Regions from separate parts of the Mus musculus genome. Here all the other regions are linked to region 6. Evidence: chromatin contacts called from public HiChIP or PLAC-seq and promoter capture Hi-C data. All regions are on one chromosome and are shown on one strand. The core of a region is the stretch at or near the end of the contact, and the rest is flanking DNA. Distances in the headings are between cores, read along the strand shown. Region 1 holds the start of Pitpnc1 (phosphatidylinositol transfer protein, cytoplasmic 1). Region 2 holds the start of 1700096J18Rik (RIKEN cDNA 1700096J18 gene). Region 3 holds the start of Rgs9 (regulator of G-protein signaling 9). Region 4 has its middle 22 kb from the start of A830035A12Rik. Region 5 has its middle 8.7 kb from the start of Gm39440. Region 6 holds the start of Cep112 (centrosomal protein 112). Region 7 holds the start of Helz (helicase with zinc finger domain).

Region 1 (3,925 bases), core at 458-2,957, 950 kb after region 6:
AGTAGGAAGCCACTGTGAAGATGATTAAGTGCCATTCTGCTAAAAGGAAAAAAGAAAAAAAAATCATCTTGGGTTCTTTTTGTCTCACAAGCTTCCAATTCAACACTATCAGGTCAAATTTAATGATCTACCTTGAAGGACGGTGGTAGCCTACACCTTTAATTCCAGCACTTGGGAGGCAGAGGCAGGTAGGTAGGTCTCTGAGTTCAAGGTCAGTTTGGACTTCAAAGTGAGTTCTAGGACAACCAGGGCTAGACAGAGAAACCCTGTCTCAAAAACAAAACAAAACAAAATTTCTCAGGGTGTTTGGTTTACCTTTAATTAGCTGCTGTAAATATTTCAGAGCCAACTTTGGGAAGCATTTATCTAGAAAATAGTTTTCTTTCTTTGTCTCTCTTTCTTTCTTTCTTTCTTTCTTTCTTTCTTTCTTTCTTTCTTTCTTTACCAGAATATAAGCTATGTTTAGGGTGTCATTTTCCTAGCAGGCTGGATCATGTTCCCTGAGCTCTAAACTTGGGTCATCTGGACAACATTAGCCAGAGCCCACCCTCATTATGTTGATTAGTGACTTATTGAGCATCATTTTAACATACTATACCATTGAGGCCTGCAGAGTCTGCATTGCCCAATGCAAGCTCTATGGGTGAATGTGGGTCTCCAGAACTCACAAATGCACACACACACACACACACACACACACGTTTGTGTGAACATATGCATCTATGTTTGAGAGCCAGTGATGTTTACACATTATCCTCCTATAGGCAGTGGATGCACTTTTTTCCTCCATTTTTAGGAAAACAAGCTAAAAAAAAAAAAAAAAAAAAAAAAAAACAAACCAAAACCGAATGCCAGACAAATGAAAACCAGACTTCAGCAGTTACATGCTGCTTCCTGAGTAACTAAAGAATGTGCTTCTTGTGGTTAAAATGAGAGATCTGTTTAATATGGATGAAATACCAACACCCCGGGCATTTTTATTGACATTTCACTGTGACTTTTTGAACTTAGGAGTGCTGACACGAAAACCTATTCTTTCTGCTCTGGGAAGCCTGCAGTTGGGATTGCAGAGAGCCAGGGAGAAAGAGGTAGCAGGCAATGCTTCTCTCTCTCTCTCTCTCTCTCTCTCTCTCTCTCTGTGTGTGTGTGTGTGTGTGTGTGTGGTTGCGAGCGCGCACGCATTTTTACTCTGTTTTCACCAACACTGCTGCAGAACTCCGCCTTGAGAGCATGTTAGAAAAACCCATTCTAAAACCATCATTTCTCTTGCTCCGGCCTTGCTTACTCCATCAGAGAGAAAAAAATGTTCGCTGTGAGCATTTGTAAACACGCCCCCAGCCCCAAAGTCAAGGGGCACTAGTGCACTTTGGAAACGGTTTCCAAAGCGACTAAGTAGAGAGCCCTATGGCACCCAGGTTACATTTGAAAACAGATCCAACGTTGTAAGAGTCCAGGATAGCTTCTTTGCGATTCTCTGTTCTCTTTGCGTTAGCTGTTCTAGGTTCTGGGACAGCCCTGGCGTCTGGCAGCAGACGGGAGAGACATGCTGTTTTGTTTAAATCCTCCACATTCTTTGCCATTTCCCCATTGGCCGGATGGGGCTACCCTCCCCGCCGCGGCCGCTGCTGATGTCAGCCTCGTCGCTCTCGCTCCTCCCGCACCCACCTCCCTGCCCCAGGCACACTGCAGCTCGGCGCGGACTCTCCAGTCGCGGCGAGGTGGCTGCAAACTCACGGGCACGCACGGCGCTCTCAGAGCCGAGGGACTCGGGGGAGGGGACGCGCGCAAGCCGCTGGCAGCCAACCGCCTAGGTTGAAGACACCCGGGGCCCAGAGCAGGGCAGAGCCTTGGCGGCTGCGGCTTCCCTTTTCTCTCTCAGCTGAGCTCCGGAGAGACTCGGGGACTGGCCCTAAAAAAGAGCAGGAAATCTTGTTTACCGCCCGGGGAGAGGAGCCCATCGAGCCTTTGTTTGGAAAGTCAGCATCGCCTGCTCCCGCGGCAATGTGTTCCTGGTGACATTAACCCACGGTAGACGGGTAGGAGAAAAAGGGGGCTCGCCAGGTTCAGCTCTGCTTTCGGAGGAGGATCCAGAGGAGACTTTTGTGCGTTTGTTTGAATTTGTGGAAATCCCTTTTCCTCCTCCTTTTGCCTCTCTTGCCCGCCGCCGGGCATGTCCTGATCTGGTGGCCGCGCCTACCAGCCCGGGGCTGCTGATCCGAGCTGTCTCCCGCGGGTCTCCCTCCCTCAGTGCCTGACTTTGCAATACCGAGAGGGCTGATCTCTGCGAGGAAGGAGGCGGGGGAGTCACAGACACCGGGACCCGAAGCTTGACATGCTCCGGGGCGGACCGGAGGCAGTTAGGAGCTGAGCGCACCACCGGGGCTGCTTCGCTTGCCGGTTCCCAGCGTCTTTGCCCTCCTCTGGGCTCCAGCCTTGCTCATCTGTTGGGACGCCCCCTTCTTTCCCGAGGTCTGCGGCCGGCAGGAACATGCTGCTCAAGGAGTACCGAATCTGCATGCCGCTCACCGTGGACGAGGTAGGCACCGCGCCCGGCCTCGCCCGCTCCGGGTCCCCAGCCGCCACCACTCGGCCGGCGGGTCCACTGCGTGCGGCGGGGAAACCCTGGCGCCCAAACCTGGAGGCTGGAGGGGGAGGAGGCAGGGGATTCGCTGTTCCCACTCGTCACCCCAGCAGAGGAAAGGCGGCGTGGGGGTGGGGCGGGGGAGTCCAGGTGAGCTCTTCGGGGACATCTAGAATCAGATTCCTGGGGACCACAATGCGTCACAGGGAGCTGTTGCGCCCCCTCCCTCCAATTAAGCAAATGCACAGAGTATAAGAGCCCAAGCATGCTCTGCAGCCGGAGTATCGGGGTAACCGGCCGTGGTGGTAGCCACTGTCCCCATGTCCTCTTTACAAGGTGGGCTTGCAGGGACAAATTCCGCGCGGGTGGGATCTGCAGACCAGAGTCCCGCCTTGGGGGCATGTGGGAGGCCTGGAGAGGGTCCGTTTAGAACCCGACTTCTTGTCGCCTCCGGTCTAGGCGCTGGCTCCTGCCCAGCCGAGCATCCAGGCTCCCTCCGCGATCTGGATTGTCCTTTGCTGACCGCCTGGCTCGGAAACTTTCTGCGTGTCTCGTTCCTTCCGCGGCGGGGAGCGTGGTCTTAGGAAGAGCCCCAGTGGTGGGGCCTGCGGCGCGGCCACCGGAGGGCGCTCCAGGCCGTCAGGCCGGGCCCTCCTGGCTCTGAGTATCGGGGCTGCAGGGTGGGGGGCTCCCCGCTCAAGGGCTCGGCCTCCACGCGCAGGTCAGCTTGCATTCTTCCGATTCCTTCTCCGCCCCCCGTCCCCCCTATCCGCGAGCTCCGCCATTGAGGAAACAGTGACTCAGTGAGGGTCACTCCGGCCCGGGCTTCCTTTTCGTTCCCCTTTCTCCCCACCTCTTTGGATATTTCATAAGTGCTTTGCGTCTGTCCAGGGACACACAGCCAGAACATGAAGCCAATCAAGGCAATTTGGGAAAGACTCCTGTGGTTTGATGTGGCAACAAATGAAATCAGCGATCCACGACGTATTTGTATTTAAAACCGGTGCATTTAATCTATCAGACATGTGATCTACTCACTACTTTGTGAAAGGGGCCTTGTGCTTTTGTGTTACTCAGACTATGTCTGGCTCCCTGCCCCCCCCCCCACCTCCCAGGGTGGTGGTGGTGGGGGCAATCTTCCTTCTGCATCTGGCGCCAGTGTTAAGGTGAGACCCTAGGACAATCCAAGGTAGGATCAAAGTAGCCTGAAGTTTACAAAACACTTGACACTCTACACTGGCTGCCAAAGACCGAGAGGGATAGCTTAGCCATGCCCCTCTCCCCACCCCCAGCCTTATCAACGAGCGTTTCTGGGGTGGCAGCATTTTGAACTAGGTCTTAAAT
Region 2 (3,960 bases), core at 455-2,954, 920 kb before region 6:
TTATATAGCCCACGCTGGTCTGGAACTCACTGTGTAGCCCTGTCAGTTCTTGAACCCTGGGTGGTTTTTCCATGTGGCCTCCCAAATGTTGGGTTTACGGAGATATGCAACCACGGCAGCTCTGCTGGTTCCTGGCTTCCTGGTCTCTTGCTGCGTTCTAGGCGCCATTGAAGGGTCTCTCATCTGTTAAGTAGTCTCCTGTTCTGCAGGAGAAAACAGAGACTCCCCGACCCTACAGTACAGCTGCCCAAGGTCAGCTTTCAAGGAGCGACGTGGATTCAAATCGTGCCGCCCCAACCTGCATCATCTTGAACAAACCCACTGATGCGCAAATCATGGGTGCTCCTTTTGGGAACACTCGGGGAGTATTTAGGGAACCTACACCAATCTTCATTAAGTTTTATTGTTAGATGGGTGGACAGATATCATACATCAGGGGCCTCTTGTAACATGTCCTTTTGTTAATGGGAGAATGAACTAGAAGAGTCTCCTTCCCCTTCACTTTCTTAGTGGTGCTGGGCATAGAACTTAGGACTTGTAGTGCCCTGTGCAAGTATGATATTACCATTGTACTACATCCCTCACCCCAATACTAAAAGTTGAGCGGTTAGCTCTCCAAACCACCCTCCGGGCTTTGCTTAAACCCTGAGTACATCCTGTGTAGTGTCTGCTGTGCTCAGGGAGTCCCCCACCCCCACTCTGAGCCCCTGGGCTGGGCAGGGCTGGGCAGAAGTTCCCTCCCAGTGCTGGGTTGGGCACTGTGCCCAGACGTAGGCTTTTCTAGGTCAGGCAGTTCTATCTTCAGCCTGGCCCTAGGATACAGCTTGTGTAAAGTGCAGACATCGAAGGCATGCTGTGTAAACACAGACTATCTCCCTCTCCAAAGTTTCCTTTTGGGGAAGCTCCTCAAACTGGGAGACTCCATTCCAACTCCTTATCGGCTTCAGCTTCCTACGCTGATAGAAGGAAGCTATTAAAGTTCGCTTCCTGGTATTGCCTTGACCCTACGGGGACAAGCTCCTGAAATGTCCCTCGGAGGAGAATTTTTTTTCACACTCCTCAAATCCATTTACTCAGCCTAAATCCCCACATCAAACAAGCCTGCAGGAACTTTGAACATGTTTCAGCCAAACCCTATGCCCTACCGTTTACTGTCTTACTCCAGCTGGCTTAAATGTGTTTGTTTGGCTCTTGTTGAACAGTCTCCTCTGCCTCTTCCACTCATTTATAAACATTTTCCCTTCTCAGTGTCTGCCAATCCTTTCACGGTCTCTCATATGGTTGTTTTAAGATAAAAATCATGTGTGTGTGTGTGTGTGTGTGTGTGTGTTGTGTGTGTTGTGTGTGTTGTGTGTGTTGTGTGTGTGTGTGTTGTGTGTGTGTTGTGTGTGTGTGGTATGTGTGTGTGTGTGTGTTGTGTGTATATTGTGTGTGTGTACATTCTTGGTGAGAGTGCAGGTATGTATACCATGCTGGTCATGTGGAGGCCAGAGAACAACTTCAGGCATCTGTCCTTACCTTGTACCTTGCCTGAGACAGGGTCTCCTGTCCACTGCAGTGCCCACAGGCTAGCTGGCTTCTCAGCCTCCGTGGACTCTCCCGTCTTTACCTCACAACTTGCCTTAGGGACTGGAGACATGCTCTCTGGCTCAGCTCTGAGTGGGTGCTGGCTGGCAATCCACACTCGCTTGGGTCTTCACACTTGCCCAGCAAGCATTTAACTCATTAGGTCATCCCACCCCCCACCCCACCCCCCAAAGCCTCACAAAGGTTCTGCTTGCCTGTGTAAACAGTCTCATTCTTCCCCGTGCCCTTCTGATTATAAAAGACTCAGTCCTCACATCTGACTGGAGGAAAGAATGGGGTGCGGGGCATGAGGGGGAAGGGAAGGCAACAGATATCATAAAGAGTGAGCTAAGAACAATCCTAGTGTTCCCTAGGACTCTTTCTTTTCTCTCTCTCCCATCTGAACTGTGGGGCCCGGTCTCTGGCTCACACAGGATAGCACGCCAACATGGTTCCTTTTGTAATGTGATTTGGATGTGCAGTGTCCCCCACAGGCTCCTGTGTTTGAGCACTTGGTCCTCAGCAGGTGACGCTGTTTGGGAAGGTTGTAGAACCTTCAGAAAGTGAAACCTTATTGGAGGAAGCAAGCCGCTGGGGGCCCTGACCTTGAGTTCTTATTGCCTGGAAGCCCCATTTCCTGTCTGTTCTCAGCTTTCTGACTAGAGACTCAATGTAACTTGCTATCTCACATTCCAGCCATGGCTTCATCCCCATCATGACAGACTTCAAGCTATAAGCTAGGATCAACCCTTCTCTTAAGTCCTCCTCCTTCTCCCTCCCCCTCCTCCTCACCTTCTTCTTTCCTCTCCCCTTCCTCTTCCTCCCCCTCTTCTTTTTTCTTCTCCTCTTCCTCCTCCCCCTTTCCCTCCTCCTCCTCTTTCCCCTCCTACAATTTTCCTTCTACTTCTTGAGACAGGACCACCCATATCTCTGGCTGTCTTCAAACTTACCATTAAACCAGAGAAAGCCCATGAACTTCTAACCCTCATAAGTGCTGAGATCACAGGTACATACCACCATGTTCATTTTTTGTAGTCCTTGGAGCTGAACCCAGAACTCAACCACGATACATCCTGAGTCCTTAAATCATTTCTTGTCAGATATTTAGTCATCAACAAGAAAAGTAGCTAATAATGAGTGTTCCTGTCCTTCTGTAGCCCCCTCCCCAAATAGACAGGGCCATCCTGGGTAAACAAGGTGGTATAGGGGGACTTCTGAAGGTAGATCATAAAAGACACCATAGCTTCTGTATTCTCTTGAGTCACCTGGCAGGGGAGAAGCTGGCTGCCATCTTGTGGGGACACTCAAGTGGCCCCCTGGAGAGAGATCGTGTGGCAAAGAGTTGATGCTTCTTGCCTATAGGCAACACCAACACAGAGGCCACACCAGTATCAGAAACAGACCCTTGTTCCGTGGTTCTCAACCAGTGGGTCGAAAATCCTTAGAAGTCATATATCAGATATCCTGCATATCAGATATTTGTGTTACAATTCACACCAGTAGCAAAATTACAGTTATGAAGTAGCAATGAAATAATTTCATGGTTGTGGTAAGGAACTGAATTAAAGGGTTGCAGCATTAGGAAGGTTGAGAGTCACTGCAGCTCAACCCTAGGCAGGTAACAATGCCTGTGACCTCACAAGAGACCCTGGGTGGGGCCCCGAGGCTGAACTACTTCCAAATTCTAGAGCTTCTGGAACTATATAAAATAGTGTCCATTGTTATGGTAAAACTACTACGTTTCAGAGAGATTTAGAATATAACAGATAACCAATTTGAAGGCTGGAAATGTAACTTAGTTGGTACCATGCTTTCTCGGCTTGAAGGAAGTCCTGAGTTCCATCCCCAACATCACATAAACCTGAGTATGACGGTGCCTGCCTGTAATCTTAGCGCTTGGGATGTGGAGGTGAGAGGATCGGAAGTCCAAAGTCATGCCTAGCCACACGGAGCCAGCCTGAGAGACAGGAGCATGAGAATCTACCTAAAACAAAACTAGACAAAGCAACAACGCCATCAGCCAAGCTGCAGAGATGACTCGGTGGCTAAGGGTACACATTACACTTGTGGAGGACCTGAGTTCAGTTCCCGGCATATAGTCAGGTGGTATGTCCCATGACACAAGCTGGGAATGCCATTGTTCCCATTTTATGTACAGTGACCCTCCCTTATCCAGAGAGATGTGTGTCAGGATGCTCCAAGGATGCACTAAACTGTAGCCAGTTCTGAATCGCACATGCACTTTGTTTATTTCCCAGTCTGGACACTGCAGACAGCAAAGTTTGAGTCATAAATTAGGCATCACAACAGTGGCTAATAATAAATAGGACAATTATAATCATATACTCCGGTCAGCGAAGACACTAATGGATTTTTTTTTTATTCCTGGAAAAT
Region 3 (3,655 bases), core at 849-3,348, 870 kb before region 6:
CTGGTTTTATGCAATTATTCTTTCCTTCCATGAAACTGTAAGTTCCTTGAGACAGAGATGATGGGAATCACAGCCTGTTTTGAATGCCAGGCCTTTCGGCACAAAGCCCAGCACACAATATAATTGTTGTTTAAATAGGTTAACGGCATCAATTTCTTTTCCAGGCTGCTACCTAAACCTTTTATATCAAATTACATATTGGAGCATTTTGGAAGGAACAGAGACTTAGCTCTGCGGGAGAGCCCCAGAGACACTCTTGCCCTTGGGAAGGCCCTGGCCCAGCTTGCCTCAAGGGGCTCTCACCTGCCTCACAGCTCCTGTTGGTTTCTGCCTGTACTGTTTGCTGGCTTCTCTATGTTTTCTGGCTTCCTCCACTCATCTTTCATTTCTGCTTCCCCCCTGAATTCAGCTCGCAATTCACCTCAGATTCCTCTTGTCTCCATGTCCCATCTCTCTGGCTCTGGTTGACATCTGCAAAGGTAATATAATAAATACTCTAAGAAGCGTAACCTAAGCTTTGTGGAACCACATCGCAGGCTGAGGACCAGCCTCTGGTACACCCACCAAGCATCTCTGGTCCAATAGGCTAAGAGAAAATCCTCCAAAATATGACTGCTTCACAGGGAAGCTTGAAAGAAGAGATGACAGTGAGCAGCATGCTCTCTACGACGGCTCCTATTCTAGAGCTGAGCACAATTCCTTACATTTTCGATTTTCCTCATTGCTGAATGACTTAAGCTCCCAATCCACCCCCTTAGGAAATCACCTCTATTTTCCTTACTCAGAATTTATAGAACTAAGAAATGCTGGCTTTATTTGCTTATGTGTATTCCGTGTAACACTAAACCCAGAAGTTGTTCCATGAGGAAACGTCAAGACATTGCAGCTTTTTCCTGGGATCCCAGCTCACATAAGGAACACGCTTCTCAGAGGTCTGGTATGATTGGCAGAAACCCCGGTCCTCTGCATCAACCCATCCCTGGAGAGCTCACATCCTTTTCACTGAAGTTTGTGATGTGGGGGCTTCTGCATGGGGCCCAGGGGAAACGAGCACTTTGACATTGTTTGCAAACTGGAGTCAGTGTTATGTGAACATGTGTGTGAGCATGCTTTCTGAGAGTGTCCACAGCGTTCAACGGATTCTTACAAATAAATGTGCCTGAAAGGAAAAAAAAATAGTGGATAAGGGCTTAGATGCTAAAGGTATACCAGTTGACTGAGCACCACTAAGGCGAATCCCTTTGTTCTTTTTCAACTTAAACATGCGAGATGCGACATTGTATATCTATCCTGCTTGTGTAGACTAAGTGGAGGCTTCATCCTTTTTTTTTTTTTCTGGATATATGCCAATATAGGCTCATCAATTGGTGACACATACCAATCTCCCCAGACAGGTTGACCCTGGAGGGGGGTTATGAATGTGTGGAGCAGGTGGCCACTCTGGAGGCATCTATTCTGTCCCATCTGCCCAATTTTTAGGTCAGTTTAAAAGTTCCTTTAAGAGTCTATTAAAGACAAACAAATACAAGTATCGGGAATTAGAAGTAAAATATAATTTGCCTAAGGGCACACAGTTAGCTAAAGAGTGTCTATGGGCTTCTTCACTTCTTCCTCTCTTGAAACCAACATCTTACTAGTTAGTCTATTTGTTAGGCCAATTAATAAAAGTCTACATCTGGTATTTTTTTTTATCTTAAATATCTATCTAGGAACAATCACAGCGTTGCTCACTTATCTATTAGAAGCTTCATGGACACTTCTATTGGATACCATGAAACTGTTTAAAATTTTCTCTTCTCTTATAAAGAAATTCTTAGCGCTGACTTACCCAAAGATGTCCAACTCTCCTGCAAGCTGGCGTCGGAAAGCTCCTTTCCCACTGTGCTCTGTCTCACTTCTGTATATAAAGAGATTAACAGGCTCACACACCTTGGGGCAGATGCTCTAGCTTCAGCATCCCTGATCTGGCCTTCCTACCTGAGGTTTGGTCCAGGTGGAGCCGGACGCCGCCCCCTGGTGGCAGGTGGGAGCCCGCGCAGTGCATGCTAATGAGCGCGCGGCGCTGCTCGCTGATTGGTTGGCGCGAATTCCAGCTGCTTTGCATGTCGGCGGGTGCGAGGGAGAGTCGAGGGGTGGAGGGCGGTATTCTGGGCCCTGCGCGCTCCGCTCTCTGTGCCTCCCGGTCTACGCCCAGGCTGGGGCAGACCAGGCTGGCTTGTGAACTTGGGGGTTTCCCCTTTCGCTCCCATTCGTGTTGTGGTCGTGAATTCATCCAGGGTCCAGAATGACGATCCGACACCAAGGCCAGCAGTACAGGCCGAGGATGGCATTTCTCCAAAAGGTACCCTGGGAATCCCCATCTGGACCCTGGCAAGTGGGCGGGGACCCAGTATGTGGAGTGTCCAAGGGAAGATTGGGCAGGGGCAGAGGGCGTCCATCTAGGTCGATCCGCGCTGCCCAATTTTACTAAATGACTTCTATGTGGCTCTATGTGTTGTATTTAAAAACCATAATGATTGGGTTTTCGCGTAAACTGTAGTGGAGAATTCGAAGGCAGCCGTGATGGTCTGCTGCAGGCCAAAAACAACCTGTTACTCAGGAGAGTGCTTGAAGCTGCGCGGTGATTTGAGACAGCCTATATTGTTACAAGGAATCGGCTATTAAATGAACATTTCCCCCAATACTAAACAGCAGGATTTTTAAGTGTGTGTATGCCTGTGTGTATAAAAAGACCAGGAAAATGTGATTTGTGGGATCAAGAGCCTCCCCTGATCCCAGGATGGCAATCTGTGTGTTTTCTGTATAGTTAGAACCGTTTCTTGTCGATGGCTAATGGCCAGAACAGGGTGTCCGTTCCCGATGGACATGTGGGAGGTGGAATGTACCTATGGGGTGACGTGTTTGGGGACAAAGTGGTTCATTTAGTTCTGGGCTTTTAAGTTAGACAGTGTGGGAAGAGACACTCACAGGATTAAGTCCCAGGTCACTTGTCTGCCCTACCTCTGGCTCATGCCACTTTTCATAGGATTATCCTGTTGAGGGAATTAGCCCGATGGATGTTCTGTGACAAGCTGGGCCCTCCCTGCCTTGAGCCTCTGGAGCTTAGCAACTGGGTGCAGTTGGTGACTAAGTATCCTAATCTACAAGATGTTAAAAGCTGGACAGACCTGGGCACACCAGGACATTCGGCACACCTGGTCATCTCCCCGAGAAGCCAGATAGAAGAGATGTAAGGGCCATGCCGTAAACAGAAGGGAACACTGTCTCACTCAGGAGAGTAGACAGTGCAGCTCCCAGCTCCTGAAAGGACAAGAGGCTGCCCAAGTCTGGTGGTCCAAAGTCGAACGTCATTTTCAGATCGTGTCTAGGCTGGTCTTCTCCTGCCGTGCAGGACGGCCCTGGCTTGGAGCTTAGAGCACCTATCTGTAGCACTCGTGTGTTTATCACTCCCATGCATCCTTTCCCTTGGCCTTCTGAGTGGTGTCTTGCTCTCCAGCATCCTCCCCCCACACCCCCGGCATGCTGTACCTCCACACAATCTTCCTCAGCTCCTCCTCAGACCCTCTCACTTCCTCCCCAGCCTGTCCTCTGATTCTCTCCATCCTAACCTTCCCCCCTCACCTCCACCCCAGCCTCCCCTTCTACACCCTGTCCA
Region 4 (3,969 bases), core at 1,218-3,717, 910 kb after region 6:
GTCCAAGACTTCAACCACAAGAGACTCTGCACAAGGACTGTTCAGTAGTCTCTTGGGATCCCATTCCTGTCATCAGACCCTCTCTGGGCAGCTGATGATCGGGTCCAGGCTCAAAGGCTATCTGCACTCACAGCAGCTCTTTACATCTCAGTCCACTAGAAAGGGGTAGCTCCTCATTTCATGACAGCTGAAGGAAAACTGTGTGGAACTACACAGTGAGATGTCTCTTACACGCGCACACACACACACACACACACACACACACACACGAACACACACACGGACACACACACACACGGACACACACAGTAACAGGAAGCGTCTTGGCTGCCAAGGCAGGGATTTGGGTTTCTTTGGCTTCTGAGCTGCTCTTGGCTCGAGGCCATCTAGGGAAACTGAGCAAGTCCATGGATCCATGGAACTTGGGCTAGATCCATCAAGGACACAAAAAACAGATTATACCGTCCTCTCCCCCAAGTGGAGCAGACAAAAGTGCCGTTGATGCTGAAGCTGTGGAAAGCTTCACAAGGGCCCATGGGAGAAACCTTGGCACGGGCAACTCTGCCTGAACCTGGAAGCAAGGCAGCGGCGGGCTGGGGGAAGCTCCAGGTGGGGCTCGGCCTGGGCAGCTAGCAGCCTGCATCTCTCAGCATGGCAGGAGAGGCATGGGCTGCCCGCTGACTGTGCCTGGAGCCAGAGTTCTCTTACAGGGAATATCGCCAATGGAAAAATGCTCATGACATAACATTTTGTTCGGCTGATTTTTATTACACTGATTGACTGAAGGTGGGGTCTGGTAAATGGAGGTCAGAGGACAACTTTTTTTCTTCTATGTAGGTCCTGGGGAGTAAACTCACGTCATCAGGCCTGGCAGGAAGCACCTTACACATCCTACCAGCTGGTTTGTTTGTTTGTTTGTTTGTTTGTTTGTTTGAGACAGGCTCTAATGTAACCCAGGCTAACCTCAAACTCAATCTGTAGCCCAGGATGACCTTGAATTTCTAATCTTTCTAACCCTACTTCCTGAGTGCTTGAATTGCCTGTGCCACAAACCTCTCTTGTGTAGTTGTTGGGGGTTGGGTGTGGGGGGGACTGAAACGAGGGCCTTGGGCATTTAGGCAAGTACTCTACCCACTGAGCTACATCTCCACACACACACACATACACACACACACACACACACACACACACACACGATTCATGATGTAATAAATGGAAAAGTCAACACACACACTTTACCTATATAATTTCTATGTAAGAAAAACTCTTGGGTTTGGAGAAATGGCTCTGCGGTTAAGAGCACTGCCTGGACAGGCGTGGTGGCACATGCCTTTAATCCCAGCACTCGCACTCGGGAGGCAGAAGCAGGCAGATTTCCGAGTTCGAGGTCAGCCTGGTCTACAAAGTGAGTTCCAGCAGGACAGCCAGGGCTACACAGAGAAACCCTGTCTCGAAAAACCAAAAAAAAAAAAAAAAAAGAAAAAAAAAGAAAAGAAAAAAAGAGCACTGTCTGTTCTTCCAGAAATTGATAACCAGCAATCACATGGTGGCTCACAGCCATCTATACTGGGATCTGGTGCCCTCTGCTGGTGCACAGGTGTACATGCCGCGAGACCACTCATGCTAAAATAAAATAAATCTTTTTTTGGTCTTGTGAGATGGCTTTGCAGCCAAGTCAAAAACCTTAGTTCCTGGAACCTTTATGACTGAGGGAGAGAGCAGGTTCCCAAATGCTGTCCTCTGGCTTACACACACACACTGAGGTGAAAACACACAATCAATCCATCAATCAATCAATGTTTTAAAATTTTTCCCTTTTTTTTTGGGGGGGGGGAAGAGTACTGTGAATTCAGGGTCTTGTATAGGCTACGCATGCACTCCACCACTATGCTTCCCTACCACTTTTCTTTTTTGGGGGGAGTTCGAGACAGGGTTTCTCTGTATAGCCCTGGCTGTCCTGGAACTCACTTTGTAGACCAGGCTGGACTTGAACTCAGAAATCCTCCTGCCTCTGCCTCTGGAGTGCTGGGATTAAAGGCGGGTGCCACCATGCCCGGCTGCCTCCCACTTTTTAAAAGGCACAGACTGATCAAGAATGGAAGGAAATGTATAATATTATCAGTATTTGGGAAAACAGGACTTAAAAAAAAAAAACCAACTCATCTCTTGTGTCTGTATTTTTTAATTTCCCCAGTGCCAGGGACTGTTCACTGATCGCCATAAACACCTTCTGTAATAGCAGACATCACCCCACCCTGCATCGGTCCTGCCTGGGGAAAGGTGGGGGCCGTGGGGGAGAAATAAAAACCGATGAAGAACGTGATTCCGAAATATCTGTTGGTTTCAACCTGCAGGCTGTGGGTCGGAGAAGCTTCTGGAAGGTCCACCCACTGTGTCTCTCTGCCTCAGAGTTTCCTCAAAGCTACTTTGATTCCCCTCTCACCTTGCCTGTTTAGCAAGAAACGCAGTAGCAGATGTTATTTTCCCAAGAAAAGTTCAAAGCACAAAGAGCCAGCCTCTGGCTTCTGCTCCCTGCCCTCCATCCCCTCACCTGATGAAAGCCTTTGATATGCGTTTGTCACAAGGACCTCTGGGTCTCAACCCCCTAGGGCCTGGGCGGGGCTCTGCTCGGAGTTGCTTAAGCCTCCCTGCTGGCTCCTTTGCCACGCTGGGACCACGTGCCTAACACCAGCCTTGCAGCAAATAATGACATAGACGACAGACAGAGGCAGTCCTTCAGGAACCTTTGGCTTCTCCTCTAGAGGAAAAACTGAGCTCATCTTGAGAAAGGGATGAGCTCGGGGCGATACAGCAGAGTCTGGATTCCGCAGCAATCTGCTCACTGGCCTGAGAGAAAAATTACAGGATTTCTGTAGGCTTAGGTCTCTCAAAGTTTGGCACTTTTCTCACATAAATGCCACAAGAAACTCCCCATGCCTGGGTGGGTTTCCTCGTGAGCTCTCCCGGGGGCTTGGGAGGGCCAGCCTGAGCCCGGGGGCGGAGCAAGCATTGTGTTCTGGCCACTTCAAGGAGGAGATCTAGGGAAGTCTGAAGCTGACGGAGGGAAGGTCGGAATTGGCCACCACTAAAGAGCCACCGCTTCAGAAGGGAACTTGGGAGTTAGCTGAGTGAAGAGATGGTATCTCTGACCAACAAGGAGAATGTTGCCCTACTGCTGTGACATTTTGAGGTGGAACAACAGCAAAAGGGGAACAGGGAAGGACAGGGAGGATCCTGGCTCCCCACTGCCTTAGAGTTAGAGCCTTGAGTGACTGAGTGAAGTAGTGTCTCATGTAGCCCAGGCTGGCTCCGAATTCCCCTATGTAACCAAGGATAACTTTTAACTTTTTATTTTTTTAAGATTTATTTGGTTTTATTTATGTGTGTGCTTGTGCTGGTACGTGCACGTGAGTGCTGGTACCCCTGGAAGCCAGAGGCATTGATTGGGTCTCCTCTGCAAGAGCAGAGTATGCAATGCTCTTCACTGTTTGGTTTCAGGCAAGGGACTGAGGTGTATACTTTACATATCAAAGCCGACCTGGTCTCCAGGTCCTCCCAGCAGTCCTCAATCCCACCTGGTATACCCTGCCCCCAATCCTGAATTTGCAGCCCAAGGCTGGGCTGCCCTTCCCCCAGAGGCTCCTCTCTATATAATTCAGATATTTTATGCTCCAGAGCGCTCGCGCGCGCTCTCTCTCTCTCTCTCTCTCTCTCTCTCTCTCTCTCTCTCTCTCTCTCTCTCACTGGGCGGGCACACACACATATAGTCAAGCTCGCAAACACACATGTCCCATAGTAACTCCCCTGGCCTCAATCCCTGGGGCCAGTAAATTTGCCCTAGAGCAGTTTCCCAGACCCAGCTGGCTCCATCCTGATCAAGCAGAGGAAGTAGGCTCCACTAGAGGGAGCAGGTGGTTACTTCCCGTAGTTCCCTCCCCCATACTGCACCCAAAAGAGCCCCTAATCCAG
Region 5 (3,885 bases), core at 535-3,034, 790 kb before region 6:
TGTGCTCACAGGTTGGGGTCATTAGAAGATAATGGTTATCACTCCCCTTCAGTGTGACAGGGATGTTCTGTGCCCTGTCTTTCTGCCTGAGGGCCGACTCTGGCCACATATGCACATTTGGTATTTTTGATGTCTAGACCTAGAGGCCTCATGCCTAGGCTAGATCCTACTCAACAGAGGGCTGAGTTTGAGGATCAACACCCTTCTGAGACTCATCTCTAGTGACCCCCCCCCCCCGTCATGGAGGAGTCTACAGTACCCACCTTGCTAGCTTTCTCACTTCCTGCCTCCTCTCTTCAGCCCCTCGCTAAGCTTTAGTACCTTCCAGGGCTGTTTCCCACAAGTGCAAGGACAGGAATGGGATAAGATTAGTGATCCAAAACCGAAGTGTCCAGAAACCATGCTCAGCCCAGGGCAGTCAGCGCTCTCTGCTGATTCTGCATATGTAGATCCAACTAGTCCCAAACTGGAAAGCATTCAGAAAACAACCGAACCTGTTGGACAGGCACAGAATTTCCCTCTTTGCCATTATTCCCTGGGCAGCACGGTGGACACGCTCTTATGTAGCATTTATGTTAGGTTAGGAATTAGATGTAACTGAGATGTATGGGCCAGACAGAGGTGTGGATGAAAACAGTTTTCCAGATGTAACAGGGCAGATGAACTCACAGAAACTGGGACAACATTCGCAAGTCTCGAACAAGCTCAAGCCAGATGAAATCCCAGTACAGGTTGGGTGTGGCTGTGGGTAATGAAATCCTACCCCTAGCCAAGAAGCTATTCCCAAGTGATCTCTGCCGTGGAAGGAAAAAAATGAGTATTTTTCAATGGAGGGAGAGTGAGTATATCAACCACCCACCAGAGCAGGACGCATGCTCAGGAGGAGTCAGGCAACACAAATTGAGCACGACAAATATGACCAAGGTATATTGTGTTGTTAAGGCTCACCCCTGAGCATAGCTACAGCCATTTTGTTCCATGCCTGACAGCTATTTCATATTGTTGCTGTAATATGCCTGCTAGTCATTGATGTAGAAAAAATAACTTGACTCAGAGCAGGGTCATGCTGACCACATACCCTGTTGGGTTCTCTATGTTAAGAGGTTTGTTAATCTTAAGAAATTCCACAACTGTAAGCTTCACACAGGACCCATCGCATTAAAGGTCAACATGAACTGTTATGTCTAAAATGGCTGGAGTCAGGGCCAACCACTGGGCAGCACTTCCAGCATCTGTCTATGTGCTCATTGTGGCTTTTGCAGTTTTAGCTTTTATAAGCTGACCATAGAGATGGGTTCGGCTTACTTAAGGGTTTGAAAGATGTGTGTAGGCTCTGTGCAGACTGCACACTACATTATTTAGGGGACAAGGCTCAGAACAAGTCCTCACAAAATAAAAACAAAACAAAACAAAAACAAAAAGAGCAAACTGGAATCATAGCAAGTGTATATGGGACTTGAACACTAATAGATTTTGGTATCTTGGGGGGAGGGGTTTCTAGGACCGTTTCCCTGCAGCTATTGAGGGAATAACTGAACACCAATGCACTCTGACTCCCCTCCCCTCCCCTCCCCTCCCCTCTCCCCCTCCCCTCCCCTCCAGTCTTCCCTTCCCTAATATACCTTCCTGGTTTATTTTGATGGCTCACTCTTGGATGTTAGTCCATAATAGCCTCAAGATCACATCCCGGAAGGCACCATGTTCAGGATCACACTGGCAATCTGAGAATGGAGCTGTTCACCGGGAGCCAGCGTGTTGCCGAGGGCATCCAGAAGGGCTTCGAGTGGCGTGTGGGTGCCTCTGCTTCACTGAGTTTCAAACGGACACTTCTTGTCAAGAGGCTCCTTCATTGGTCTCTGCTGACCGTTTTGGCAGGAAGCCCAGTGGAGACAATGGTGCCCTTTTCTCTCAACAGTCCTTTGGGTCACCTCAGAGAAGACCAAGGCCGGGAACTGAGGGTGGAGAGAGCAATTAGGAAGGAGGAGATGTGGATTTTCAAAGGTCAGCCGGAGTATGAGTAGCGATTGCCTGGAGATTTATTCCGAGTGCCTTTCCTGACTAGAAAAACAACAATAAAAGGGGGAAAAAACCCCACCCGGGCCCACAAGTGGGGTAGAAGTTGAAGAACACTTTAATTCATAAGGAAAAGGGCTTGAATAATTGATGCTACCACCCTGCCAAAGATAATTTCAGCCCGCTCCCTCTATCTCACAAAGACATTTAGCATTGATGCAGATCAAAGTGTCAGAAACCCCTGCTGCTAGGCTGAAAGGCAAAACTCGCAGCGGCCTTTCTCCGCTCTGATAATGTCGTCTTTATGTAGTTAATAAACTGCGCACTTCAGTCAAACTATATCATTACAGAAGACTTAGGGAGCTAATAATTTAAAAGCAAAGAATTGCCTCTGTTCCTCACTTTGAACTAAACAACATTCTGTTGAATGAGGGGGACATCAAAGTCTTGTCACTATTACCAGTGTGGCTCTAGCAGAAGGCCCCACAGAGTGGGTACTTCAGTCATCAAGGGGAAAAGAAAGAAAGGAAGGAAGGAAGAGATTAAAGACACTGGCTTATCCACGCAAAGGCGGTACCAGGTGTTTTGGTTATTATTGTTTGTACTGGGAGAGCATCAGGTGGCTCTAGTATCAATGCATGTCCTTGTCCAGCTGATGCTTATGAACCCGGGTCAGACAGTTCACTTTTCACCTTGGCCCTGCTCTGAACTTTGTCCTGATGATATCTCTGTTTGCCTTTAGCCTGTCAGCCCTGCAAAGCGCCTTGGCTTTCTTAGGTCCTGTTTAGGTGGCTTGTTTGGCCTCTCTTTGTGCAGGGTCATGGGGCATCGTGTTCTCCACCCAGTGTTGGCTTGCTGTTGGCCATTCAGTGGCTCACAGGCTCCTATTTGGCTGGATAAGGGCATCTGCTGCGTATCTGTTTGAGGGTATTTTAAGCAGGAAGTTATGAGATAGACAACCTTCCGATAGCATCTCACCGCTCGCCCCTATACCCCGCTCCAGTGCTGCTGGGCTTGACATGAGGGCCATTGTCTTAACTTCATGCTCTTCCCCAGGAATTATTCTGAGGATGGAATCACTCAAAACATGGAATCTCCTGCAAATGGCTTGAAAGAAACTCTGGGCAAGAAGCTTGAATAAACTCGAAGGAAGCAGACGACGAAGAGAGGCCTCTGTTGAAGCTAGGCTTTTCCCACTTCTGCACTGGAGATTTGCAATATGAATGATGGTCCCACTGGGGCAAGAAAGCTGTCTTATGCATTCTATAGCCACTGTCTGGTGGCTGTGGCTGTGTTAGTGGTAGTGGGGAACTGACATTCCAGATACATCCAACCTAACTGGTTCCTTAGGCCAATGACAGTTTTGCAGACAGCAGTTGGGGCCACTCTGAGACTTTTGCTGTCAGTTCACACAGCAGTTGGGACACAGTGAGTGTGTCAGCCTGCAGAGGGCATCTGGGCAGGGTGGTTCTAAGGGCAAAGCAAATTATCTACCAAATATAACTAGAAACTTGCAAAGTATAAACCTAAATCTTGAGGAAGACATACATGTATTTAAAAGCAGTTTTGCCGTCACCTGGTCAGAGTGGTGCATTGTCTACTGTAGAGGCAGTAGGCATTACGAAATTGATCAAAAGTAGTCTCAGCTACGTGGTGAACTAAAGGCTAACCTGGGCTAATTCTGTCTCAAGGGCAAAATAAGACACATACTATTGTTTTTACTTTCCGTCTTAATGTTCTCCAGCATCCTTGGTCAATCATGTCTTTTCCGGACACCTTACATCTATCATCTCATTTCAGACTGAAGCTCAGCGAGATTCTGAACCGTTTGAGTAGGTCATGGCCAGGGATGTTAATTGCTGCATTGTTTAT
Region 6 (4,155 bases), core at 668-3,167:
AGCTGTTGAAAAGGTTTTTATACTATTCCTCAGATCTTTGAATTTAAGGTATCAAGATAGAAAAATAAAAGCCTGGCACTGTGGTGTGTGCTGACTCTTGGGAGGCAGAAGCAGGTATGTCTGTGAGTTCATGGCCAGCCTGGTCTACATAATGTGAATTCCAGAACAGCCAGAGCTATGGAGAAAAACCATTTAAAAAAAAACTGTAAAATAAGTAAAGCTCTATTCTGGCTTAGGATTAAATTACTCATAGTATGCCTTTCACTGATACCGACTACAATGTGACTATTGCATATACAAAAGGAATAAAAAGGAATTCCTCAGAAGGAATAAAAGAAGTTGGGTGGCTCTCCTTTTAGTTATATTCTGTATTTATACTGCCTTTTATTTAACTCATTAGTCTCGCCTTTAAAAAAAATCCATTTCTTTGTGGACAGCTATGAAATATGAAATGGGCTAAGACCTTCTTAGGGTTCCTGGCTGCCACAGAAGTCAGCAAACCTCAAGCAAGCCAGCAATAGTAACATCCTTAAAAAGGAGAGACACACTTCATATGCAGAGCATGCCCCTCGCCAAGCGCAATCTATTCCTGAAAGTTGTGTAAATGCTTTTTGTTCCATCAGATTATATGTTGAGTATATTGTGAAGAATAACACAGAAGCCCTGAAACGCCAACAAATCAACAAGGGTTACCCGGGCACATTTGGGGGTTTTGGTTGTTTTGCCTTTTTTGAAGGAAGGGGGGACAGAAGCCTTCCCAGAAGACACTGGGCTGCCAGCTAAGCTTAATCAGGGAGCCCAGGTCCAAGTGAGAGACTCTCTTTAAAACAAGTTGGACAGTTCCTGAAAATATCTGAGGTCAAGACTATGAGTGTCATAACTGTATCCCGGCATGTCATCAAATGCACCTAACTTGACAGGAACAGTTCCCATTGTCCTTTACAGGCCTGAAGCTGGGGCTTAACAGTGTGCAGGACCTGACCCAAATCCAAGAGACAATCCTGGACCTGAATACTGCACAATTATCCTCCTCTCCGCTTTGCTGGGCATTGGAGAGGTGGTCGCTGTGTAATGAGGTTCACTGGCATTTTGATTGCCTTTTCTATCTTACTTTCATGTATCTTTAAATAGGAAATGCAAATCATAAAAATACCAGCATACTGATGGGGGGGGGGGTACTCAGGAGGCAGAGGCAGGTGGATCTCTGTGAATTCCACTCTGTCTCGAAGATGAAACAAAGGTCAGCGGTCCTATTTATTTGCTCTCTGGATCACTACACTCTATGTCCCCACAAAGGGCAAGGACTCCAGGCTGGGTCCCCAAAGGGCAGGGACTCCAGTCTGGGTCCTTGCAAGTTCACTGTTCATCAGGACTTTCTCGGAGTCGGCCTGCAGTCTGATTCTCCTCCTCTGACTGATCTGACAGCACCTAAGAACTGCAGCGGTCCGGTTCCTGGCGGTCACTTCCTCCGCCCGAGTGGGCACCGGGAGCGGCGCCTGTGTGGCCCACCCAGGCCCGGGCCGCTCTCCTACCTGCTCCAGGACACAGACCTCTTCTCACAACCGCAAGCCCCCTACCTCGGGGTTCTGGGTCCCGCCATGCCGCCTGCCCAAACTTTCCTGAGAACTTTTCCCTGGCCGTCGCTCGGCTGCTGACCCCGCCGGCGCGCGCGCCACACAGGCCGCAAGCGCGGGTCCCGGGCCTGCGGGCGACGCCCCTCCCCGGGCCAACCCGCACGCGCGGGGGCTCCATCCCGCGCAAAATTCCACTCAGAACCTGGGAGTAGGAGGCGGGTGGGGATTGTCGATGGGAGAAACAAGAGAGAGAGAACCTGGCGCCCCAACAAGCAAGCCGTCCACTCGGCCGCCGACGCCCAGCCGCCACAGCCAAACGGTTTCAAATCCTTGCGGGCCGTCCAGCAAACCGGGGGCGGGACTAGCAAACTCGCCTGTCCCGCCCCCTCGAGCTGCGGCTGGCATTCAACTCTGTTGCCATGGCGACGCTCCGGGTTAGGTCTGTCACTGCTCCTCAAGTCCGAGGGGGCGGGAATTTCCGCCCTTCGGGCAGTTCGCATGCTAAGGGCGGAGACTTCCCTCCTCACTGTTTCCCCACCCTCCGAGAAATGGCGCCAGCAAGCAGCTCCGTTGCTATGGTAACTGTCTAGTCTACTGCGCAGGCGCCGAGCTCGTGGTTTTAGCCCATCTCCCCAGAACGGTTAGTTTCCAGGCTTAATCTTCTGTGATCCCTGGACTATACAGTGGATGCTGCATCTTCCTGACTTCTTACTCAGTCGCTTGTGAGCACTTTAAAGATTGAGGAGAAAGAACAAGAAAAACTCAAAAGTGATGGAACTACTGGACAGTAATTGGCAGAAAAGCCTGTCGTTTGAACAGACATCACCGTTGAGTAAGTCCGAAGCATGAAAATTTACCCTTGTTAGTTCACACTCCAGAGGTGAATTATTCAAAACAACGAGCAGGATATTTACATTTGTTATTTAGAACCATCATAAGTCTGAAAACACTAACCCTGCAAGATCCTGAACTGAAATTTAAAAGCTTTCTGTTTAACACTCTGTACAGAATAGTACCATCAAGTAGGGGAGAAAATGTATTTTTGCGCTTCCCAGGAAGTCTGGTGGACCTCGGGCGGTCAACTTTGCTGTGTACTGGTGTTCTTTGATCTTTTACGTTTCTGGAAGCTCTGAACTGGATAATTTAAAATACCAACAGAAACAAAATTTAAATTGTAAAAAACACTCCCTTCAATGAAATGCAGTGTGCCGCTGCTTTTCACCTAAGTTCACAATAGAATCCCTCTGCAGAGTCTTTGCGATGCACTCAGTGTGGTGCCAAACCTCAATTGAAGCACAGCTTGAAGCATCTTTTCAAGTTTACATAAGGAAAGTAGAGGAGTCGCTTGTTTGCAATTAGCTGTTTTCAGCTTCCAGAAGAAGACTACGTTCTTTCAAGGTGCACTTTGGAATCCACCTCCCTGGAAGAGACAGCAATTGTTCATTATTTCAGAGGCAATTTGTACTACAGAAGAAAGAATGCTTTCAAGAATATTTGGTTTCCAAAAGCATTATTTGAGCACACTCGCAGCTGAGCGATTGTCCCACAATCCAGATCGTTGGTACTAAGAATCAGATTGTAAAACCCACGTATGCAGAAATGAGACGAGTCAGAGACCACTTGGAAGAGGTGCACTTACTGATCAAAGGATACAGACTTCCAAGTAGAAGAAAGAAATTCAAGAGGACTAAAGTCACCATTCAACGTGGTGACTATGGGCCATAACTATATTGTACATTTTGAAGGATGACTTTAAATCTATATTTATGGACAGAAAACTTAGCAGTGTACAATTAACCTAGTTCAGTGGCAAGTTCTTTTCCAGCTTGAAAATGGGAACCATAGGTCACCCAGTGGTGGCAGATCTCCTTGTACCTGGCTTTGTCATTGGTCCTGATAGCTTCTACCAGCTTATCTTTTGTCTCACGAGTTAATCTGGGTGCAGGCCACAGTGGTGCGTGCCTTGCTGTGGGCCAGCCACCCCAGCTTGGCCTTCTCTTTGATGCTGCTGCACGGAATCCCCACCTTGTGACACAGGGCAGGCAGGACAACCAACAGCTCAGTAGCATCTACATTGTGTGCAATCACCAAGAGTGGAGCTTTCTTATTCTCTACCTTTTTGGCTCCTGCTAGAAGAGCAGGTGGTCTCCTCTGCCAACAGCTTTCTTCGCAGCACTGGCCGCTGGCAGCCTTCGCTGCTTCTTCTGCTTCATCTCTGCCCTACACGTGTGGGTAGCCTTAAGAAGCTGGGTAGCTGTTCGGCAGCCCAGGGCCTCAGAGAACTGGTTAATGGCATGAGGTACTTTGGGTTGCTTATAGAGGATCGTTTTTTTTTTTGCTGTTGCAGCTGGGTGGATCAGGCCACCCATTTGGGCTGGGGCTGAGCTTCTTCGGTCTTTTCTCAGGGAATTCGCCACTTTCCTTTCCCTCCTACTTCACAGTGATGGGACCAGGGCCATCTTTTCCCCCTAGACATGCTTACTTGGAGCATCTTGCTTGGCTGAAGGAGAGAGTTGTATATTGTTTTCTTGAAAATTCCTCTCAGGGTAGATTGCTATAATGTTCACCTTGTAGAATGGAT
Region 7 (3,737 bases), core at 59-2,558, 880 kb after region 6:
TGGAAAAAGTTATTTAAAAAAAAAAAAAAAAAAGATACAGGATGAAGCTTTGGAGGGGAAAAAAATTTGCTTCTTTTACCTAAAATTGAAAATATTTTCTTTCAGCAACAGATTAGAAAATAGTCTTCAACCTTAAACATAATAAACTCATCTATTCTACACTGATTAGTCTTACTTTCAAAAATAAAAGAAGGGAGAAAAAAATCAAGGAGGGGGGGAAAAAAGCTATTCATATGAGTGAAGAGAGCAAAATCAAGAACAAACTAGGCCAGATAACGTCTCCCTCTTCCCCCGGCTGCTCCCGGCATCCACTATCTCTGAAGTTACACTTCTGATTATCCTAATGGCTTGTCTAAAAAGTGTAACTTTGCAAGGGAGAAAGGATGCCAATTTCGGAGCTCAACAAAAAAAAAAAAAAAAAAAAAAAAAAACAAGGTTCCCAACCCAAAAGGAATCTGAAGGCTCTGGCTTCCAGCCCTGTCTGTGAGGACCCTCAGCAAAGGCCAGGGGGCAGAAGACTCAACTCATTTTGGGGAGAGAAATCACAGTTCCTACTTAGGACTATGTGTCCGAGCCCTTGAGGGTAAAGAGAGAGAAGGAAAGAAAGGGGCCTTTGGAGACACCTCCAGGAAGAGACTGTGCATTTGTTTTTGTAGATGTGCTCACGGGCCACGCATGTCCCAGGAGGGGGGCGGGGAGAGGGGGACCACAGTGAATCTTGAGCAGAGCCCTCTGCTGGGGAGGGGCGCCCCCTGACCCACTTTCGTGCTGTCCCCTGCCCTGGGGTCGCCGCCCCACCCTGGGTGGAAATGCTAACCCGGAGGGCTGCACCGCGCGCGGCGTGGGAGGCCGCCCGCTCCCCACCCTAAGCCGCGACCCTGGGGCGCGGGGCGTGCGGGGACCCCAGGGTCGGCCCGTGCCGGAGCAGCCTCGCGCGGGCTCCCGGGTCCCCCCGAACCTCGGGCGTGTGCAAGGACCCTCGGGCCACCGCCTGGGTCCCTGGCACCTCAGCCCCCCAGCGGAGGGAAAAGGAGATTGAGGAGGGGAAGAAACAGTAAACAGCTCCAGCGTCCGGGCCTCGCCTCTGAGAGAGCCCCGCTCCCCAGGCCCTGCCGGCGGCCGGCGGGATCCCCCGCTGTCCCCGGGGCCGCGCTGTCCCGGACCCGGAGCACCCGAGGAGAGTCCGGGCCTCTCCCCGGATGGCTCTGGAGGCTCCTGAAGCGACCCGGGCAGCGGAGAACGGGGAAGTCAGGACTTACCTGTCATTACTTTCTACGCCATCTTGGATCCACTTGTCAACGTCCCCACAAAGCATTATGGGTAAGAAAGAGCCTTTAAAGTGACTCCCCCCCCCCCTCGGCCCCCGACTCCCGCCTCCCGCCGCCGGCGCCGCCCCCTCCGGCTGCACCTCCCTCCGGAAAGTTGGCCCCAGAGGCCCGCCCGGCCCCCTTCAGCGCCTGCGAGACTTCTCAAGGAACACCCCTACTCACACACCCAGTTTTCCAACTGTGCCTTTGGGGTGCTCTCTCTTCCCCCCACCCCCGTCCCTATCTCCCCCATTCCTTACGCGAGCTGCTGTCTGCCCCGCCGCGATCCTGCCCTAGTAGCCAGATACCCTACTCCTGCATTCAATCAACACGGCGTGTCCCGGACGCGGGTGGTGTGTGAGCCGGCTAGCGGATGCATAGATGTATGCAGGGATGCATGAGCGCATGAATGCGCACGCCTGCGAGCGGTTCCCCCAGCTCCAGGTCCTTGCTACCGCTCGCGCTTCCCGCCCCGGGGCATCCGCCAGGCATGTCGCACTCGCGCGCGGGGACAGTGTCGGTATCCTAAGAAGCCACTCTGGGGCCCTAGGATCCCAGGAACTCGGTGAAACGCCGAGTCAATCCGCCCGCAAAGCTGCAATTGGGATCTGGGAAGGTTAAGCTAAATGCAACTTTTACCCCAGTTTACTCGCGCGGTCCCCTCCTCTTGGCCGGTAATGTGATCTGCGACCCTCTAGGTCGGAGGACCCCCTCCCCTAGGAATGTGGCTTTAGAATTCAGCCGGGTTAGAGTCCAAATTGTGGACTGTGACTTCCCCATGCAGGTAACTCAAGAGAACCCGGCTGCAGAGTCCGGGTGGGGCGTGGATGCGCGCCTGGGCCGGGAGGGGGTCCCCCGGGTGGGTTGGGGGGTAGTGCCTACCGCGTTTCAACTGTCCTGTTCCCACAAGGCGGCGACCCCAGGCGGCGGGACAAGGTAGAGGGCGGGCGCCACGCTGGCTCTGGGCAGAGAGAGGAGGGGGATGTCCAGAGTGGCTTGGAGGCGACCAGGACGCAGGAAGTAGGAGGCGACCGTGCGCCGGCAACAGACCTTTGCGAGCATCCCGCGGGCATCTGCTTTCTGGTTGCAAGACAAGCCCAGCGCTTTCCCCGCCCCTCCCGCGTTGCTTCAGGCGAGCAACACCTAGCTCAGGTGACCACCCCTTTTGCTCCATGAAGTACCAGCTCCTTGCAGCCCTAGTCCTGCCAGAAATGTAGGTCTGTTCATTAACTCCCCACCCCCACCCTATACATTCTCTTCCTCCAGTGTCAGCACTGCTGAGTTTGAGGACCTCTAGATGCTCGCCTCCCCGGAGCAAGATTTGTGTCCAAAAGAAAATGCTCCGAGACTTCCGGGTAGATCCTGTTGTTTAGCTTTAGCGAGGGTTTAATCCCCAGTAATAAATAAATCTCCAATATACCAAAGCTTGCTGTTAAATGGTTCTGTAAATTCAAAGATCCTGAGGCAACAGGCACTATCGCGCAAACACACTCTTTTCGGTGCAAAGGGTCTTAGATCTACCTTTTTTAGTCACCTCTGGATCCCACCAGAGCAGTCTTTAGCTACCTGGGTGATTGCTGACAACCTCTGCCCGCAGGGAGCCAAAAGCTCCACCATTCTATTGTCTCAGCCTGAAGAGAAGGGTGAGGTGCGGACTCATTAAGGGATTGGCCCCGGGGTCACTCTTGAGGGAGGGAGCAGGTGAGTCATTCCAACGGACTAGGAAGAGGTTTTCCAGGGAGGAACCTCCCCTGAGTCACCGCTTTTCAGAGCTTCTGAGAAGCTTCAGTTGAGTTGGAGACAAGAGCTCTGGGCACCTCTAGGGTGGTCAGGGTGTCCACTACCTGTCCCTTGGCTCTCCCTGCTAAGGAAGGCGCCCACGTCTTGTTTCCAGGGTACCCTAGCTGCTCCTCCTCCAGTTCCTGCATTTCTTTAGCCACTAGGATGCACTAATGTGATGATTGGCAACTTCAAGTGGGCGATCTGAGCTTCCTTGTAAGTAAGTAATCAACCGAAGCACACGGGCTATGCCTGCCAAGCTGCCTCTTTGCTAGGTAGCCTTTCTTTGCTTTAGAAAAGCTTTGGCCCAAAGACAGGTTCCATTTATGTCACTGCCTCTGGTGTGTGTTCTGGCAGGTTCTTGTCCCAGATGCCACCTGTTACCTGTGCTGAAAGAACCTCCTCCAGGAGGTTCTCCCGCTCCGGGCCTGCCCTTCCATTCTGACCAACTCAGATAGACAGTTGTAGTTCACATTTGTGAAATACAAATCTTACTTACGCCTTCACATCACAATTGAGATGAGCCTAAGTTCCCAGCCATAGCCTACAAGATCAATATGAGATTGCCCTTCCTCCATAATGAGTCCAGTGTGGCCTCTCTCTTCCCTACATCACCCCACGATCTTTCCCTGAGAAAAATATTTCCCTTGA

Evidence for each region. Promoter capture Hi-C pulls out the DNA fragments that hold promoters and counts their contacts. HiChIP or PLAC-seq counts read pairs in DNA pulled down with a chosen protein or histone mark.
Region 1: a contact with region 6 is called in a promoter capture Hi-C map of embryonic stem cells, with 2.6 times the contacts expected there. The contact joins the promoter of Pitpnc1 here to the promoter of Cep112 in region 6. A contact is called at or near these places in 2 of 39 promoter capture datasets (embryonic stem cells and hippocampal neurons) and 1 of 115 datasets of contacts at active chromatin or transcription factors (astrocytes).
Region 2: a contact with region 6 is called in an H3K27ac HiChIP or PLAC-seq map of extraembryonic endoderm stem cells, with 12 times the contacts expected there. The contact joins the promoter of 1700096J18Rik here to the promoter of Cep112 in region 6. A contact is called at or near these places in 5 of 39 promoter capture datasets (the 3T3-L1 cell line, cranial neural crest, frontonasal cranial neural crest and 2 more), 4 of 115 datasets of contacts at active chromatin or transcription factors (embryonic stem cells and extraembryonic endoderm stem cells) and 1 of 9 other capture datasets (embryonic stem cells).
Region 3: a promoter capture Hi-C map of hippocampal neurons shows a contact between it and region 6, with 7 times the contacts expected there. The contact joins the promoter of Rgs9 here to the promoter of Cep112 in region 6. A contact is called at or near these places in 16 of 39 promoter capture datasets (the 3T3-L1 cell line, 3T3-L1-derived adipocytes, the C10 cell line and 10 more), 1 of 15 datasets of contacts at CTCF or cohesin (embryonic stem cells), 6 of 115 datasets of contacts at active chromatin or transcription factors (astrocytes, embryonic stem cells, fibro-adipogenic progenitors and 1 more) and 2 of 9 other capture datasets (adipose tissue and embryonic stem cells).
Region 4: an H3K27ac HiChIP or PLAC-seq map of embryonic stem cells shows a contact between it and region 6, with 7 times the contacts expected there. The contact joins the enhancer-like site here to the promoter of Cep112 in region 6. A contact is called at or near these places in 2 of 39 promoter capture datasets (hippocampal neurons and pre-B cells), 2 of 484 Hi-C or Micro-C datasets (B cells and cortical neurons) and 1 of 115 datasets of contacts at active chromatin or transcription factors (embryonic stem cells).
Region 5: a contact with region 6 is called in an H3K4me3 HiChIP or PLAC-seq map of stem cell-derived neural progenitor cells, with 13 times the contacts expected there. The contact joins the enhancer-like site here to the promoter of Cep112 in region 6. A contact is called at or near these places in 8 of 39 promoter capture datasets (3T3-L1-derived adipocytes, HPC-7-derived erythroid cells, cranial neural crest and 4 more), 18 of 115 datasets of contacts at active chromatin or transcription factors (T-cell acute lymphoblastic leukemia, bone marrow-derived macrophages, craniofacial prominence and 10 more) and 2 of 9 other capture datasets (adipose tissue and embryonic stem cells).
Region 7: a contact with region 6 is called in a promoter capture Hi-C map of liver, with 2.1 times the contacts expected there. The contact joins the promoter of Helz here to the promoter of Cep112 in region 6. A contact is called at or near these places in 7 of 39 promoter capture datasets (the 3T3-L1 cell line, embryonic stem cells, hippocampal neurons and 3 more), 3 of 115 datasets of contacts at active chromatin or transcription factors (astrocytes, embryonic midbrain and embryonic stem cells) and 1 of 9 other capture datasets (embryonic stem cells).

Annotation. Positions count from the first base shown.
Region 1 is chr11:107,468,502-107,472,426 of GRCm38.p6, reverse strand. Pitpnc1 (phosphatidylinositol transfer protein, cytoplasmic 1) reads left to right here and starts at 1,707. Exons shown (of 9, transcript NM_001359616.1): 1 at 1,707-2,536. The coding sequence starts at 2,489.
Region 2 is chr11:109,344,611-109,348,570 of GRCm38.p6, reverse strand. 1700096J18Rik (RIKEN cDNA 1700096J18 gene) reads right to left here and starts at 1,704. Exons shown (of 2, transcript NR_027883.1): 1 at 1,519-1,704. It overlaps 1600015H23Rik (RIKEN cDNA 1600015H23 gene), which reads right to left. Exons shown (of 2, transcript NR_166879.1): 2 at 3,918-3,960.
Region 3 is chr11:109,296,624-109,300,278 of GRCm38.p6, reverse strand. Rgs9 (regulator of G-protein signaling 9) reads left to right here and starts at 2,098. Exons shown (of 19, transcript NM_011268.2): 1 at 2,098-2,341. The coding sequence starts at 2,285. It overlaps Gm39441 (a long non-coding RNA gene), which reads right to left and starts at 2,049. Exons shown (of 3, transcript XR_880277.3): 1 at 1,829-2,049.
Region 4 is chr11:107,509,754-107,513,722 of GRCm38.p6, reverse strand. No RefSeq gene overlaps it. Among named protein-coding and RNA genes, the nearest start is that of A830035A12Rik, 22 kb to the left of the region's middle. Within about 2 kb of position 2,467, at least 95 of the 459 cell types and tissues checked have an H3K27ac peak or open chromatin away from gene starts, as enhancers often do. A contact at or near this core is called in embryonic stem cells, where this site is marked.
Region 5 is chr11:109,208,925-109,212,809 of GRCm38.p6, reverse strand. No RefSeq gene overlaps it. Among named protein-coding and RNA genes, the nearest start is that of Gm39440, 8.7 kb to the left of the region's middle. Within about 2 kb of position 1,784, at least 17 of the 459 cell types and tissues checked have an H3K27ac peak or open chromatin away from gene starts, as enhancers often do. A contact at or near this core is called in stem cell-derived neural progenitor cells, where this site is marked.
Region 6 is chr11:108,423,028-108,427,182 of GRCm38.p6, reverse strand. Cep112 (centrosomal protein 112) reads right to left here and starts at 1,917. Exons shown (of 27, transcript NM_001373899.1): 1 at 1,832-1,917.
Region 7 is chr11:107,545,504-107,549,240 of GRCm38.p6, reverse strand. It overlaps Helz (helicase with zinc finger domain), which reads right to left and starts at 1,308. Exons shown (of 33, transcript NM_001368755.1): 1 at 1,260-1,308. Gm39426 (a long non-coding RNA gene) reads left to right here and starts at 1,247. Exons shown (of 3, transcript XR_003949607.1): 1 at 1,247-1,320; 2 at 2,218-2,459; 3 at 2,574-3,737.